Linked DNA regions of Oryctolagus cuniculus: region 1 is linked to region 2. A link is a contact called in public Micro-C data. All regions are on one chromosome and are shown on one strand. The core of a region is the stretch at or near the end of the contact, and the rest is flanking DNA. Distances in the headings are between cores, read along the strand shown.

Region 1 (6,737 bases), core at 2,720-5,219, 50 kb before region 2:
AGACGCACGTGACCCAAGTGGCATCTTAATCATTTCGCTGAACGCCCACCCCTACTATTAATTTAAAAAAATCACGCTTGGGGTTAAAGCACCACCTGCAACACTGGCATTGCTTAGGAGTGCTGGTTCGAGTCCTGGCTGCTTCACTTCTGATCTGGCTCCCTTCTAACGCGCCTGGGCAAGTGTCAGAAGATGGTGGCAAGTCCTGGGGCCCCTGCCATCCATGTGGGAGACCCGGATGGAGCTCCAGGCTCCTGGCTTCGGCCTGGCACAGCCCTGGCCACTGCGGCCGTTTGGGGAGTGAACCAGCAGAAAGAAAATCTCTCTCTCTCTCTCTGTCACTTTGCCTTTCAAATGAATAACTCCATACATAAACCTTTCACAAGTTTTATCCAGTGAGTGTCCAGGCTTGCCCACGCGTGAGGCTCGGCGCTCAGGACGCCCCTGGCCTCTGGGCTGCCCTCCCTTCGAGCTCACGGTACACACGTCCTTCAGGAGGTGCCCTGACTGGGGGCACCCCGCTCCCTCCCACACGCACGGCTCCTCAAGTGATGAGCTTGGCTGGGCAGTGAGGAGAGGGGACAGCCAGGGCGGCCTCACCGTCACCCCCTGGCCGCAGCACAGTGCACCGGCCCGTCCCCAGGATGTCCTTGGAGACCACCTCCCCAGCCACCGCAATGGCCTGTCGGTGTCCTCCAAGGTGCTGCCAGGGTCAGCGGGTGATCCGGCCATGAGCCCGGAGCCCTCCTGAACGGGGCTGGGGTCACTGTCAAGGGGACCCCAGAGAGACCCCGGCCCCTCCCACCACGTGAGAACAAAGTGAGGAGGGGGCTGTCTATGGCTGGCACCCCAGACTCCAAATGTGCCAGCACCTCCATCTTGGCCTTTTGGGCCCCCAAAACCGAGGAAGGAATCGCCCCTTTCTCTTCCCTGGGGACCTCCCTCCTGCAGCCTCCCCCACCCCCGCCAGGCCCCTCTCTGCCCCTCTGCCAGGGCTCAGGCCGCGCATGGCTGGCACCACTGTCTCCCCACTCCATCCGGCCCTCTGCCCCACCTCTGGCCCCTGCAGACCCCACCCTGAACAGGCCTCGTCACACCCTGGGCGGCTCTCCCACTGCTGGCTGTCTTAGGGCTCTGGACCCCAGGAGCGTGGCCGCGTAGCCGGCCGTGGCCACCCAGAAAATCCCTCCCCTCCCTCCAGCCAGCTTCAGGGCCCCTGGCTCCAGGGCTCACTCCTTTTTTAAAAAATTATTAATAGTGATGTCTTTTTTTTTTAAGATTTGTTTTCTTGAAAGGCAGAATTACAGAGAGGGAGAGCCAAAGAGAAAGAGAAGGAGGTCTTCCATTCACTGGTTCACTCCCCAGATGGCCGCAATGGCCGGAGTTGGGCTAATCTGAAGCCAGGAGCCAGGAGCTTCCTCTGGGTCTCCCATGCAGGTGCAGGGGCCCAAGCACTTGGGCCATCCTCCACTGCTTTCCCAGGCCACAGCAGAGAGCTGGATGGGAAGTGGAGCAGCCGGGACCAGAACCGGCGCCCTATGGGTTGCTGGCACTGCAGGGCAGAACCTTACCCACAATGCCACAGCACCAGCCCCAGGCCTCTCTCTCTTCCCAAGCTCTGTGCTCAGGGACCTCATGCAATCCCCACTTCCGGTCCCAGCCGACATCTTTGCCATGCTGCAGAGCCCAGCCGCCTGCCACACACCTCCTGCCGAAACTGCCCTGCCCTGGTGCCTCCCCTCAGACAACAGCGGCTCCACTTGCCCACGTGAGCGGGCCCCGAGGATTGACCCCTGGCTGCTGCAGGGGGCACAGAGACCCTGTGGCGACAAAGCCAGAAGCCACAGGAAGTCATCTGGGGCTGGCGGCTGTGCCCTTTGCCAGTAACTGCGGAAACGGGGGCAGTGGTGCAGGACCACACCGTGGAGCTGGTTGGACCACAGGTGGGCGCCTCCCGCAGGGCAGCCGAGGGCTTATGTGGTGGCCTCGAATGAGAGCCCCGCCCACTCACAGGACCGAGAAAGGCTTGGGCCAACCAGCGTCTTTCCGGGGCAGGTGTTACCCCCGGGCCACCGGGACCCCCTATCGGTGCCCCCTCACTTCCAATGCAGCCCCCTGCCGAGCTGCACCCTGGGGGGCAGCACCCCGTGGTTCAAGTACTTGGGTCCCTGACACCCACAGGGGAGACCTGGACGGAGTTCCAGACTCCTGGCTTTGGCCTGGCCCAGCCCTGGCTGTTGACGGCTTCCAGGGAGTGAACCAGCAGATGGAAGATCTCTCTCTGTCTCTGTGCCTTTCAGATACAATGAAAAAAACAAAGTTTTGGAAAAACCAGTATTAATAAACGAACAACAGCGTCTTGGGGCTGAGGAGATGCCGAGAGGGCTGGAGGCCCAGGGCCCGGAGCTGCACCCCCACCCTGGCCACTGCAGCTTCCCAGGCTCAAGGCGCTGTGCTGCCCCACCCCCCCACCACTTCCAAACCTAAGACTTCTCACTTAGGGAGCCTGAAAAGCTCCTGACTCAGTGCCTCCAGCCCAAAGGGGCTGCCAGAGTCCCAGCTGTCACCCTACTGTGACAGGTTCCTTCCCCCAAGGAACCCTCCTGGTCCTGAGCAGGTGCCGGGAGTGGGGACCAGGGAGGGGCTGGGCCAGCAGCCGTGTGTGCGGTTTTAGTGGAGCATCATTAGCTGTTTCTCCTCATCCTCGTGGCTCACGGGTGGGTGTTCCCACGGGTGTCTACAGCGCTTCTTGCCTCTGGCTCCAACAGGGCTTTAAACCCCCGGGGACGGGCGACCCTGGGCGGCCAGTGGCTGCGGCTGCGCTTCCCGCCGCGGCCAGCAGGGGGCGCCGTGCAGCCGCTCCGTCGGGAAGCCGCAGCCCGCGCACTCCCAGGCCCCGAGCTCAGCCAGGGGGAGCTGCCCGGCGCGTGTGGCTCTTCGGGGAGCGGGCTCCCTCTTCGTGTGGGGCGCGCAGCGGAAGCCCAGGCCGCCCCCGACCGAGAGCCCACCCCGCACGCTCTCTCCCCTCGAACTTGCTCTGCCCGGGACCCAGGCAGCAGCCCCCGCCCCCCAGCCGTTCGCGACCTGCCAGTGGCGTCGTCCTGGGGGCAGGGATGCAGGGGACATTCCTGGGGGGTCAGGGGTGCTACGTTCCAGAAAGATCTGCCGTGGTGACCACCTGAGGAACAGTGTGGGGGGGGCTGACTCCTCAGATTCTCCCCGCCCACCTCAGGCCTTAGGTCCTCCCCGTCCCACCACGGCCAGGCCGAGCCCACCGGGACCACCCACCACATTGGTTCACTGTCCTCACTACTGCCCTGGCCCCAGCACCGTGCACCCTGCCCCCCACCCCTGCCTTGCAAGGCGGGGTTCACGTTCACTCCTACTTAGGTGATACGGCCGGGTGTTGTTCAGCCAGCACCCGGGACAGCGGGTGACCCTGCCCTGGGTGCCCCACTTCCCACCCAGCTCCCTGTGAATGCGCCTGGGAAGGCGGCAGAAGATGGCCCAGTGCTTGGGCTTCTGCCACCCACGCAGGAGACCCGGATGGAGCCCCTGGTTCGCGGCTTCAGCCTGGCCCAGCCGTTTGGGGAGTGAGCCAGTGGCTGAAAGTTCTCCCTCCCTCTGTAACTGTGCCTTACAAATAAACACATTTTAAAGATCGCAGCTCAGAAAGGCTGAGTGACTTGTCCAGGGGCGCACAGTGTGCAGGAAGTCGGGCCCTGGCCTGCGGTGCTGCCTCCCTGGGAGGGCATGGCCCGCTGCACCCTGCCGGGCTCGGCACAGCTCACCATGGCGCGGGGCCGTGCCCTGCTTTCTAAGAGCGGGGCTCACCGTCCTCTCCACATTTCCACCCTGCGTTCGCATGCTGCGGCCCGGAGGGGGAGGTTGGGCCGTGCTGCAGGAGGTCAGACTTTCCCTGTGTGTCAGCTGACGCTTCCCAGGCAGCCCGGGCGCTCCCCCGGGGCACGGCTGCTTCCTGCCTCTCCTGCAGCCCACGGGTGGTGACCTCCTGTTCCCTCGGGGAGCTGACGCTGCCGATGAGGTCTGCAGGCCTGGCCCAGTGGGCTGGGGGGCAGAATGGGGGGCGTCCGGGAGCCGGGGGCTCGGGGAAGGAGCGGGCTTCCTCTCCCAAGCACCGCGGGCTGGGCCACCCGGTCCAACGTGCGGCTCCCCCCGTGTCCCCGCACTCAGGCCCAGGAGGCCAAGGTCACTAGGAGCACTCAGACCCACAGGACCCTCGATTCCTTCCTCACTGACCCTGCCCTTGCCAGGAAATTTCTAGAACAATAGCCCTCGTGACCCTGACTTAACAAGGGAGGGGCCCCCAGCCACCAAAGCCCCCATTCTGACGGCCTGGAGCAGCCAAGGCTCACGCGCAGGGGAGGAGGGACCTGGGGGAGGCCCCAGCCCCGAGCGAGGGAGCGAGGGAGCGGCACAGACGCAGGAGAACGGTTGGTTTAATGGCCCGGGGTCCGGCTACACACGGGAGAAACCACGACAGGACAGGCAGTTACGCGGATGGAGGAAGACGGCACGGAGGAACACAGGTGCAGCAGCCACAGCGGCAAACATCCCGGAGGACAACACATGTGACCAAGGGGCACACGGGGTGCGGGGGGGCTGCTGTGCACAGAGACCCACTGCCGGTCGGGGGCCGGGCCGGGCAGGGCAGCCCTGGGCCCTGAGGCAGAGGGATGGGGCCGGAGGAGGCAGCGTCTGTCTGGTTCTGCCACCTGCCGAGATCCCGGGGAGGGGGAGCTATCACACAGGGGTAAGGCTGGCAGTGGAGGTGTCCCTACTGCCCCTCCCCCCACAGCATCACCCTGCCCGGAACCTCTGGGCCTCTCCGTCTGTCCTTGGCCATGGGAAGCCAAGTCAGTGAACCTAAGCCTTCAGGGGAGGGGCCGCAGGGGTGTGGGAAGCCGGATGACCTCACTCCAGCCCACGCTGCGCCCCTGGGGGACTCGCACCCGCCAGAGCCCTCTGCCTCCTGCCCCACACGCGGGCGGGCGGGCCTGCAGATACAGGTGGTAGGTATGTACTGTGCATATATATATATTATATATATTTATAGAGAGAGGTTGTATATAGAATATATCTGTATATACGGTGTGTGCGTGATCTCTACATGGTGAGACGGAGGCCTCCGTGCCGGCCGGCAGACACGGGGCTGGCTCCCTTGTCCTGCTTCCCGCCAGCCGCCAGCCACGTCGGAGAGTAGAAAAGCTAAGAGCGGCCTGGCTCTGCAAGGCGGAAGGGTCCCCGCCCGCCCCGCGCTGGGGTCAGCATCTGGGCAGCCGCCTCCCGGCAGCTCCAGGTGTGTGTGGGGGGACAGCGGCCACCGCGGAGGCCCCCTCTGGGCAGACGCATCGGGGATCCCTCCAGCTTCCTTGGCACCCGGAAATGGAGGTTCAAGGAGGGTCTTCGGAACTCGGCCTTCGCTCAAGGTGCTGCCAGGGACGGGGGAGGTGGGAGGGGTCCTACGGCCCCGAGGAGGGCAGCGTGGCCGGTGGGCTGTGGATGAGACAGGAGATGGGGGGAACAGGTTATGGGGAGCAGGGGAAGGGCACCTGGGGGAGGCAAGGCCGGGGCCTTCCTGCCCCTGAGCCCCCAGACCCCAGTTCTAGCGCCCCCTCTGCTGTGACCTGGGTGGCTTCCTGTACAACGTGGGTGATGCCTGTTTCGGCTGCCTACGGGGGCTGCAGTGCCAGGAGCTGCGTTAAGGGAGTGTTTCATGAAGTGGGCGTTTAGCCTAGTGGTTATACCTCCCGCATCTACACTGCCATGCCTGGGTTTGAGTCCTGTCTTCCGGTCCTGCTAATATGGACCCTGGGAGGCAGCCCAGATGGCTCAGATCACTGTGGGAGACCTGGCTTGTGATCCTGCCCCCCCCCCCCGCCCCCAGCCATGGCAAGCATTTAGAGAACGAACCAGGGGACGGGAGTTCTGTCTGTCAAATTAAAACAGAAAAGTGTTTCGCAAACAACACGAGCTCTTTCTCTGTTCATGCTGAAACGTGGTGCCTTCTGTCTGGCCTGGCGCCGACCCCCTCTGGCCACCGTCTTCCCTGCCTGTGCGGGTGGTCCCTGTGGGCTCACTGCCTTGTGCCCCCAGCTCTGCTCCACCCACACAAAGGCACACACGCCCTGACCGCCCTGACGCAGAGACAGCTCAATAAACAGCGGCGCCTGGCCCATCCCTGCTGCCGATAAGAGGCGTTGGATGGAGCCTTCTAGAAGCTTCTCTGTAACTCCATCCCCCGCCCCACCCTCCAGTCCAGCTGGACCCTGGGAGGAGGGTGGGTCTGCAGGCCTGGGCCCAGGGAGACTGGGGTGGGGGGACACGGTGGGAAGGCTTCAGGGGACAGTCCCAGACGTGACAGCTGGGGGTGCCAGCAGGGAGGGTGCAGCGGCCCAGCCGGGCGGGCAGTGAGTCCCGGCCAGGACCTGGCGGGCTCAGTCTACGGCAGCAGGACCAGCGGCAGTTGAGGCAATTTGAGAGTTTCCTGCTGTTTGGGGTTTGGCGAGATCCGGGTCCCTGCGGGCGGGCGGCGGGGTGAGCAGGCGGGGCGCCGGCCATGTGTCTCTGATTCACTGGGGGCTCGCGGGCCGGCTCGCTCTCCCGTCCCTGTAGGCCCCTGGAAAAAGCCCTTTCTCTAGAAGCAGGAAGCTTGTCTCCTGGCTGTAAACAAAGCTGAGCTGCCTGGGGAGAGGGGTGGGAGGGCAGCCCCCTCC
Region 2 (6,861 bases), core at 1,914-4,413:
GGCCTCCCCCGCTGTCTTCTAGGCTCTGACATGGGGAGGTGGGGGGGAGGGGGCAGGGAGCCTGGATCTGCCCCCCTTTGTTTCCTGAGAAGCCCATGGGAGCAGCCTGGATGACCCTTTCCGCCCCTCTCCCCCCCCCCCCCCCAGAATCCTGCAGTCCCTCCCTTGAGGATGCACGGGGCCAGGCCCCCGGGACAACACCCACGCGCCCACCCACAGGCTCACATGTGGGTCCCACCTCCCCCACCAGGTGAGTCAAGGGGCAGACATGAGGGGGTCGCTGCAGGCCAGTTGTTGCCCCCCACCCCCACCCCCGTTCAGTTAATCCCGCACGGATTCTCCCGCACGGAGCTGTGGCCTGGGAGCCTGCAGGTGTGGCCGGCTTTGTCCCAGCCCGCCCTCTCAGGAACCCAGGTGTTTCCAGTTACCTGCCAGGGCACCTGGGGCGGGGGGGGGGGAGGGACTCCGGGAAGTTGGACCAGCCCGGGAGAAAACAGGACAAAGGGCTGCATTTTTCATAGAACTAAACCTACTCAGCTCAGAGTCCCAGTGAGGCCTGTCCTAAAATGTCCTTACAAAAGTCCTGCTGGGTCTGTGCTATGCGGATCCTCAGGCCTCCCCCTGGTTCAGAGGAAAATGGATCGTGTCTTTGCGGGTCTACAGGTGTGGGGACCACTCATCCAGGTTCTTCTGCGAGTGGGTTCCACCACAACCTGCAGTAACGGCCCACTCCTCAGGCCCCACCCCCCTGCACAAGTCCCTGGAGGGTGGGGGGGGGGTCACACAGCCTGCACCTGCAGGCTCCAGGCCCCTCCCACTTCTCTCCAGGACTAAACACCCCCACCCCGCCCCCTGCTCACACCAGACCCCTGCAGGTGGGCCCTGCTGCCACGTGCCCCCTGGGCTCCAAGCTGCAGCACAAATATGATTTCTGAGTCAGATTTGAAAAAGGTGAAAGATTTATATTAAAGAAAAAAACAAGAAAGAAACACCTCTGTTGAGATACAATAGGCATAGAGCAAGCCCCCTGAAGGGTATGAGGGACGTTTAAAGGATGTGTACTTTAAGTTTGTGTAAGCATCTTTACATAAAGTTGACAGGGAGCGCCCCTCCCCCTTTCTCAATGCCGTCCCCTCTCCCAGGCCTCTTTATTATGCCAGCTTCGGGTGTCACACCAGGTCCCTCCGTGGGGACGCACTCCCAGGCTCCCTGGCGCCGGGCCCCTGCTGGCCAGCTCTGTGCCCTGATTCCACCTGGTCTTCAGCCAGCGGATGCCAGCTTGGTTTTCAGAGCGTTCTGGGGAGTGCGCAGTGGGGGCACAGGTGGGGAACCCGGCATGGAAGGGCCTGGTGATCTGCATCCCCAAGTGCAGCTAAGTCGCGGGGAGCCACCCCTCGCCAAAGGCAGGCTCTCAGGTTTCCCCCTGTTGCGCACAAAGAAAGGAGGGTGCCCCGGGCCAGCCGGAGGAAGCGCCGCGCAGGGGCGCAGACTGGGTGGGGGGCGGGGGGCCGGGACCCAGATCCGGCTCCCGTGCCCCTCGGATCCCACAGCCGATCACTCGGAGGCCAGGGAGGAGGTAGCCTGGCCACCGCCCCGTTGGAAACCCGGGCGCCTGGGTCCTTGCCCAAAACTTAAGAGTCTGAAAAAGTGCGACTTCCCGAAGGCGCCCGCGCGGGGGTGGGGTGGGGTGGGGTTGAGGAACAGTGCAAGAACCCAGGAACCGTCTCGATCAGACTCAGGTGGCCGGGCCAGACTCCGACAGCAAAAGGCGCATCTGCTCAGACCCGGGGAACAATGAGCGGCTCGCCGGGCGCAGGGCGGGTCCCCACGGCGCAAGGTGCCCGCCGCAGCCCCTACCTGGCTTGGGCTCCGGGGCTGGGGTGCGGCTCCAGCGCCGAGTACAGGACGACGAGGAGCCCCGAGCCGGCCGCCCAGAGCAGCAGCAGCCAGCGGAGACGGCCGCGCGGGGGCTCCATGTAGCCCCGGCCCGCGGGCGCCCGTCCGCCGCCTGGCCGGGACGAGAGAAGAGGCCCGGGTGGGGCGGGCCGGGAGCGGCTTTGCCGGGGCCGCCCAGCCGCCCCCGCCGCTCGCCGGACGTCGCCGCGCTCCGGGGCGCTGGGCTGCGGGGTTGGGGAACGGCGCGCGCCCCCGGCGCTGTCCCGTGCCCTGGGCACCTCGACGGCGGCCACGCTCCCGCCGGCGCTCGGACCAGCGCCGCCCGCCAGCCAGGGGCGAGCCGCGCGCCTTCCCCGTAAGGTTCAGGGCGGGGACTTGCGGGCCGGGCAGCGGGCGGGACGCGGGGAGACGCCGCCACCTGCCGCGTTGGCTGCGCACTGCGCGCTACGGGACCGGCTCCAGGGTTCTGGACGCCCGGGGCAGGTGGGCGGCAGCCGGGAAGCGCCCTGCCCTGCTCCCCTCCCCTCGGAAAGTCTCTAGCGCCTGGCACTGGCGCCTCGGGCGGGCGCGTCCCCAGCTGCGGCTGTCATCCTCCGCTTTGGTGACCACGCGGGGCGGTCAGGCCCCCAAACCTCATTGCCTCTGTTACAGAGCAGGCCATGCCGGAGCCCTCAGCTGCGGAGAGACCTCCCGTGGGGTCCAGCGGGCAGGGAGGGCTGCGCTCCGGCCGTGAGCAGAGCCCCCGTACGCGGGAGCTGATGGGGTGGCCCGCCAAGGGCAGTGTCCAGGATCTAGACTCGAAGAAGCCGTGAGATACCCCCGACCTTCGGAGGGCCGCCGGCCCCTCTGCTTTCTGCTCCCCTCTGGGTGCACAACAGGTTTTTGCCCCAAGGGAGGGCTTTCCCGCAAAGCTACCTGGGGCCTGCACCTGTGGCCAGGAAGGGGTCACTCGGGGTCAGCGTGGGCCAGGCCTTTGCTTTTCTCCAAGATGGCTAAGCAGAGCCAGAGCCCCCTTGCTTTCCCACTGATGGGTGCGGTGGAAATTTTCTGTCTCTCTCTCTCTCTCTCTCCAAAAGGCAGAGTTACAGGGAGACAGATCTTTCATCTGCTGGTTCACTGCCCCGGACTCCACCCCAGACTCACATGGGTGGCAGGGGCCCAAGCCCGTGGGCCACCTCCTGCTGCTTTCCTTGGGAGCAGCCAGGACTCCAAATGGCACCCATGTGGGATGCTGGCGTTGCAAGCAGACTTCCATTTCATTTCTTAAATATATATATATATATATATATATATAACTTATTTGAAAGAGTTATACACACACACACACACACGTGCGCAGACAGAAGGGAGATCTTCCCAGGCCATTAGAAGGGCACTGGATCGGACATGGGTCAGCCAGGATGTGAACCAGAGCCCTTATGGAATGGCCACCTCCCCAGTAGTGGCTTTGCCCCTGCGCCACGGCGCTGGCCCCTGGTTTCCACTGTAACCCTCGCGGGTGTCACTTGCCATAATGCCTGTGGTTGTGACTCGGGCTTCGCGCATCGCGTTCTCAGCTTCCTCCATGGTGCGCAGGGCCTCAGCCCCTCCCTCTCCCTCAGCCTGCAGCCCCGCCGTTCAGCGGGGACCCCACCTTCCACGTCATGGAGACAGTGGGGGTCCCTGGTAATTCATTCGGCTGTCCGTCTCCAGCCCCGCAGAGGTCTGGCAGCTCCTCCCTGCCTGGACTCTGGCCTCTTCTCCCACGCGGGATTGACCCCATCCGTGTCGATGAGCGCGGTCCGCCTCCAGCACAGCCACCGAGCTCCGTCCATCTCCTGGACTTCCCATGCCTCCCGTCCCCAGCTTCCCAGGGCCCCCAGCCTCTCCTCGGCTCCACCTCCTCCCAGGTGCCTGCTGGCCCTCAGCAGTTCTCATTCTTCCCCACGTGCACCCCTCCCCCACTGAGCTCTCTCCACTAACCCAGGTTCTCCTGGTCTTGGCTCTCTGCCCAGCAAACCTCCCCATGGGCACCTGCCGTGCCCCCTCCCCCGGGCTGTGGACGGCGTGGAGCTGCCACTGGCCCAGCCCCCTCCGGGCTCTTCCGCATCCCCGGACAGGGCCGGCTTGGTCCTGCTCAGTGATGATTCTAGAACAGCACCCTCTCCCGGCCTCGCCTCTGGATGTGGCTGTGTCCCCGTGTGGCAGCTGAGTCTCCTTTGTGAGGTTTTGAGCAGGTGGGAGTTTACTGACTGCTTTAGGGGCTGGGCCTTGGGGGTGTGGTTAGGGTCAGTGGTGGTCCTGGGGGCGTGGCTAGGGTCAGCAGTGGTCCTGGGGGCGTGGCTAGGGTCAGCAATGGTCCTGGGGGCGTGGTTAGGGTCAGCAGTGGTCCTGGGGGCGTGGTTAGGGTCAGCGGAGGTCCTGGGGGCGTGGTTAGGGTCAGCAATGGTCCTGGGGGCGTGGTTAGGGTCAGCAGTGGTCCTGGGGGCGTGGCTAGGGTCAGCGATGGTCCTGGGGGCGTGGTTAGGGTCAGCAGTGGTCCTGGGGGCATGGTTAGGGTCAGCGGAGGTCCTGGGGGCATGGTTAGGGTCAGCAGTGGTCCTGGGGCGTGGTGGTCCTGGGGCGTGGTTAGGGTCAGCGGTGGTCCTGGGGGCATGGTTAGGGTCAGCGGTGGTCCTGGGGGCGTGGTTAGGGTCAGCGGTGGTCCTGGGGGCGTGGCTAGGGTCAGCGATGGTCCTGGGGCGTGGTTAGGGTCAGCAGTGGTCCTGGGGGCATGGTTAGGGTCAGCGGAGGTCCTGGGGGCGTGGTTAGGGTCAGCAGTGGTCCTGGGGCGTGGTGGTCCTGGGGCGTGGTTAGGGTCAGCGGTGGTCCTGGGGGCGTGGTTAGGGTCAGCAGTGGTCCTGGGGCGTGGTTAGGGTCAGCAGTGGTCCTGGGGGCGTGGTTAGGGTCAGCAGTGGTCCTGGGGCGTGGTGGTCCTGGGGCGTGGTTAGGGTCAGCGGTGGTCCTGGGGGCATGGTTAGGGTCAGCGGTGGTCCTGGGGGCGTGGTTAGGGTCAGCGGTGGTCCTGGGGGCGTGGCTAGGGTCAGCGATGGTCCTGGGGCGTGGTTAGGGTCAGCAGTGGTCCTGGGGGCATGGTTAGGGTCAGCGGAGGTCCTGGGGGCGTGGTTAGGGTCAGCAGTGGTCCTGGGGCGTGGTGGTCCTGGGGCGTGGTTAGGGTCAGCGGTGGTCCTGGGGGCGTGGTTAGGGTCAGCAGTGGTCCTGGGGCGTGGTTAGGGTCAGCGGTGGTCCTGGGGGCATGGTTAGGGTCAGCGGTGGTCCTGGGGGCGTGGTTAGGGTCAGCGGTGGTCCTGGGGGCGTGGCTAGGGTCAGCGATGGTCCTGGGGCGTGGTTAGGGTCAGCGATGGTCCTGGGGGTGTGGTTAGGGTCAGCGGTGGTCCTGGGGCGTGGCTAGGGTCAGCGATGGTCCTGGGGGCGTGGTTAGGGTCAGCGGTGGTCCTGGGGGCGTGGCTAGGGTCAGCGGTGGTCCTGGGGGCATGGTTAGGGTCAGCGGTGGTCCTGGGGGCATGGTTAGGGTCAGCAATGGTCCTGGGGGCGTGGTTAGGGTCAGCGGTGGTCCTGGGGGCGTGGTTAGGGTCAGCGGTGGTCCTGGGGTGTGGTTAGGGTCAGCGGTGGTCCTGGGGCGTGGTTAGGGTCAGCGGTGGTCCTGGGGTGGAGGCCTCAGCCTGAGAACCAGAATGAACCTCTTTTCTTAGAGATTTGTTTATTTGAATGAGTTTTGGGGGGGAGAGGGAGAGAGGGAGGGAGGGAGAGAGCGAGTATCCAGCTGCTGTTTTACCCCCCAGGTGGCTGCAACGGCCAGGGAGGGCTGGGCCAGGTCAAAGCCAGGAGCTTCATCCAGGTCTTCCAAGTGGGTGGCGGGGACCCAAGCACTTGGGCCATCTTCTGCTGCTTTCCCAGGCCACAGCAGGGAGCTGGACCGGAAGTGGAGCAGCCGGGACTCGAACCAGTGTCCACGTGGGATCCCGGCATCACAGGCAGCACCTTGTTCCTGGTGTGCTACAATGCTGATCTCAAACCTCTTTTCTCGTAGCTCCCTAGCCCCAGCTGTTTCATCATAGTAACAACAACAACAAAAACCAGACTCGTACGAAGACAGTCGGGCCGAGCCCCACCTGGCCGCGCCTCTCACTCCGAAGTCACGTCCACATCTTCTGAGAAGGACGGGGAGGGGAGGGTCAGCCCGCCTCAGATCCGTGTCTGTTGGCAGAAGGCGTGCGACCCCTGGCTCAGAGACTAAGGACTTTGCCACTCACGTCACAGCTGGTGGCCGTCCGTGGTTGTGTCACTTCCTACCTGCCAGGCCCACGAGGGTGAGCAGGCAGGCCCAGGTGGGTTTTGCAGAGCAGTGAGGAGCCCTGGGCGAAGGGAACCAGAGGGAGGCACCACTTTTCTCTTCCAAGGCCATTTGCTATTCCAACCTGAAAGGAGAGGCTGGGGCTGGCTTTGTGTTGGAGCCGGTTAATCCCATCTGGGCACCGGTTCATGTTCCAGCTGCTCCACTTCTGATCCAGCTCCCTGCTGGTGCAGCTGGGGAAGCAGCAGAGGACGGCCCAAGCCCTTGGACTCCTGCCACCAGTAGGGGAGAGCCATCTGGAGCCCCGGGATTCTGGTTTGGGCCTGGCCCAGCCCGGGATGTTGCAGCCATTTGGGGAGTAGATGGAAGATTTCACTCACTCGCGCTCTCTCTCCCTCCCTCTCTGTAACTCTGCCTTTCAAATAATCAATAAAACATCAGAAAAAGAAAAAAAAAGAATCTGGGGTAAAAGGGTGGTTGGTGCCTGGGCTCGCAGGTGCAGAAATGCGTCCCACCCACTGAGGGTGAGCTCTCTCTGATCCCTTAGGAATTCTTACCCATCCTCCTCTCCGTTCCCACAGGCCACCCTGCTTCCGGTGCTGTGTCTTCCTCCTGTTCAGGTCTTGTTATGG

Evidence for each region. Hi-C and Micro-C count contacts between places; a contact is called where the count stands out from the background.
Region 1: a contact with region 2 is called in a Micro-C map of ear pinna, with 6 times the contacts expected there. The contact joins the enhancer-like site here to the promoter of ST6GALNAC2 in region 2. A contact is called at or near these places in 2 of 6 Hi-C or Micro-C datasets (ear pinna and an unstated tissue).

The regions. Positions count from the first base shown.
Region 1 is chr17:4,260,808-4,267,544 of mOryCun1.1, reverse strand. CYGB (cytoglobin) reads right to left here. Exons shown (of 4, transcript XM_070060258.1): 4 at 4,445-5,517. The coding sequence ends at 5,484. Among named protein-coding and RNA genes, the nearest start is that of CYGB, 11 kb to the right of the region's middle. Within about 2 kb of position 3,969, at least 4 of the 8 cell types and tissues checked have an H3K27ac peak or open chromatin away from gene starts, as enhancers often do. A contact at or near this core is called in ear pinna, where this site is marked.
Region 2 is chr17:4,210,310-4,217,170 of mOryCun1.1, reverse strand. ST6GALNAC2 (ST6 N-acetylgalactosaminide alpha-2,6-sialyltransferase 2) reads right to left here and starts at 3,163. Exons shown (of 9, transcript XM_070060255.1): 1 at 3,040-3,163. The coding sequence starts at 3,119. It overlaps LOC138846131, which reads right to left and starts at 4,531. Exons shown (of 1, transcript XM_070060893.1): 1 at 4,133-4,531. The coding sequence starts at 4,531. The coding sequence ends at 4,133.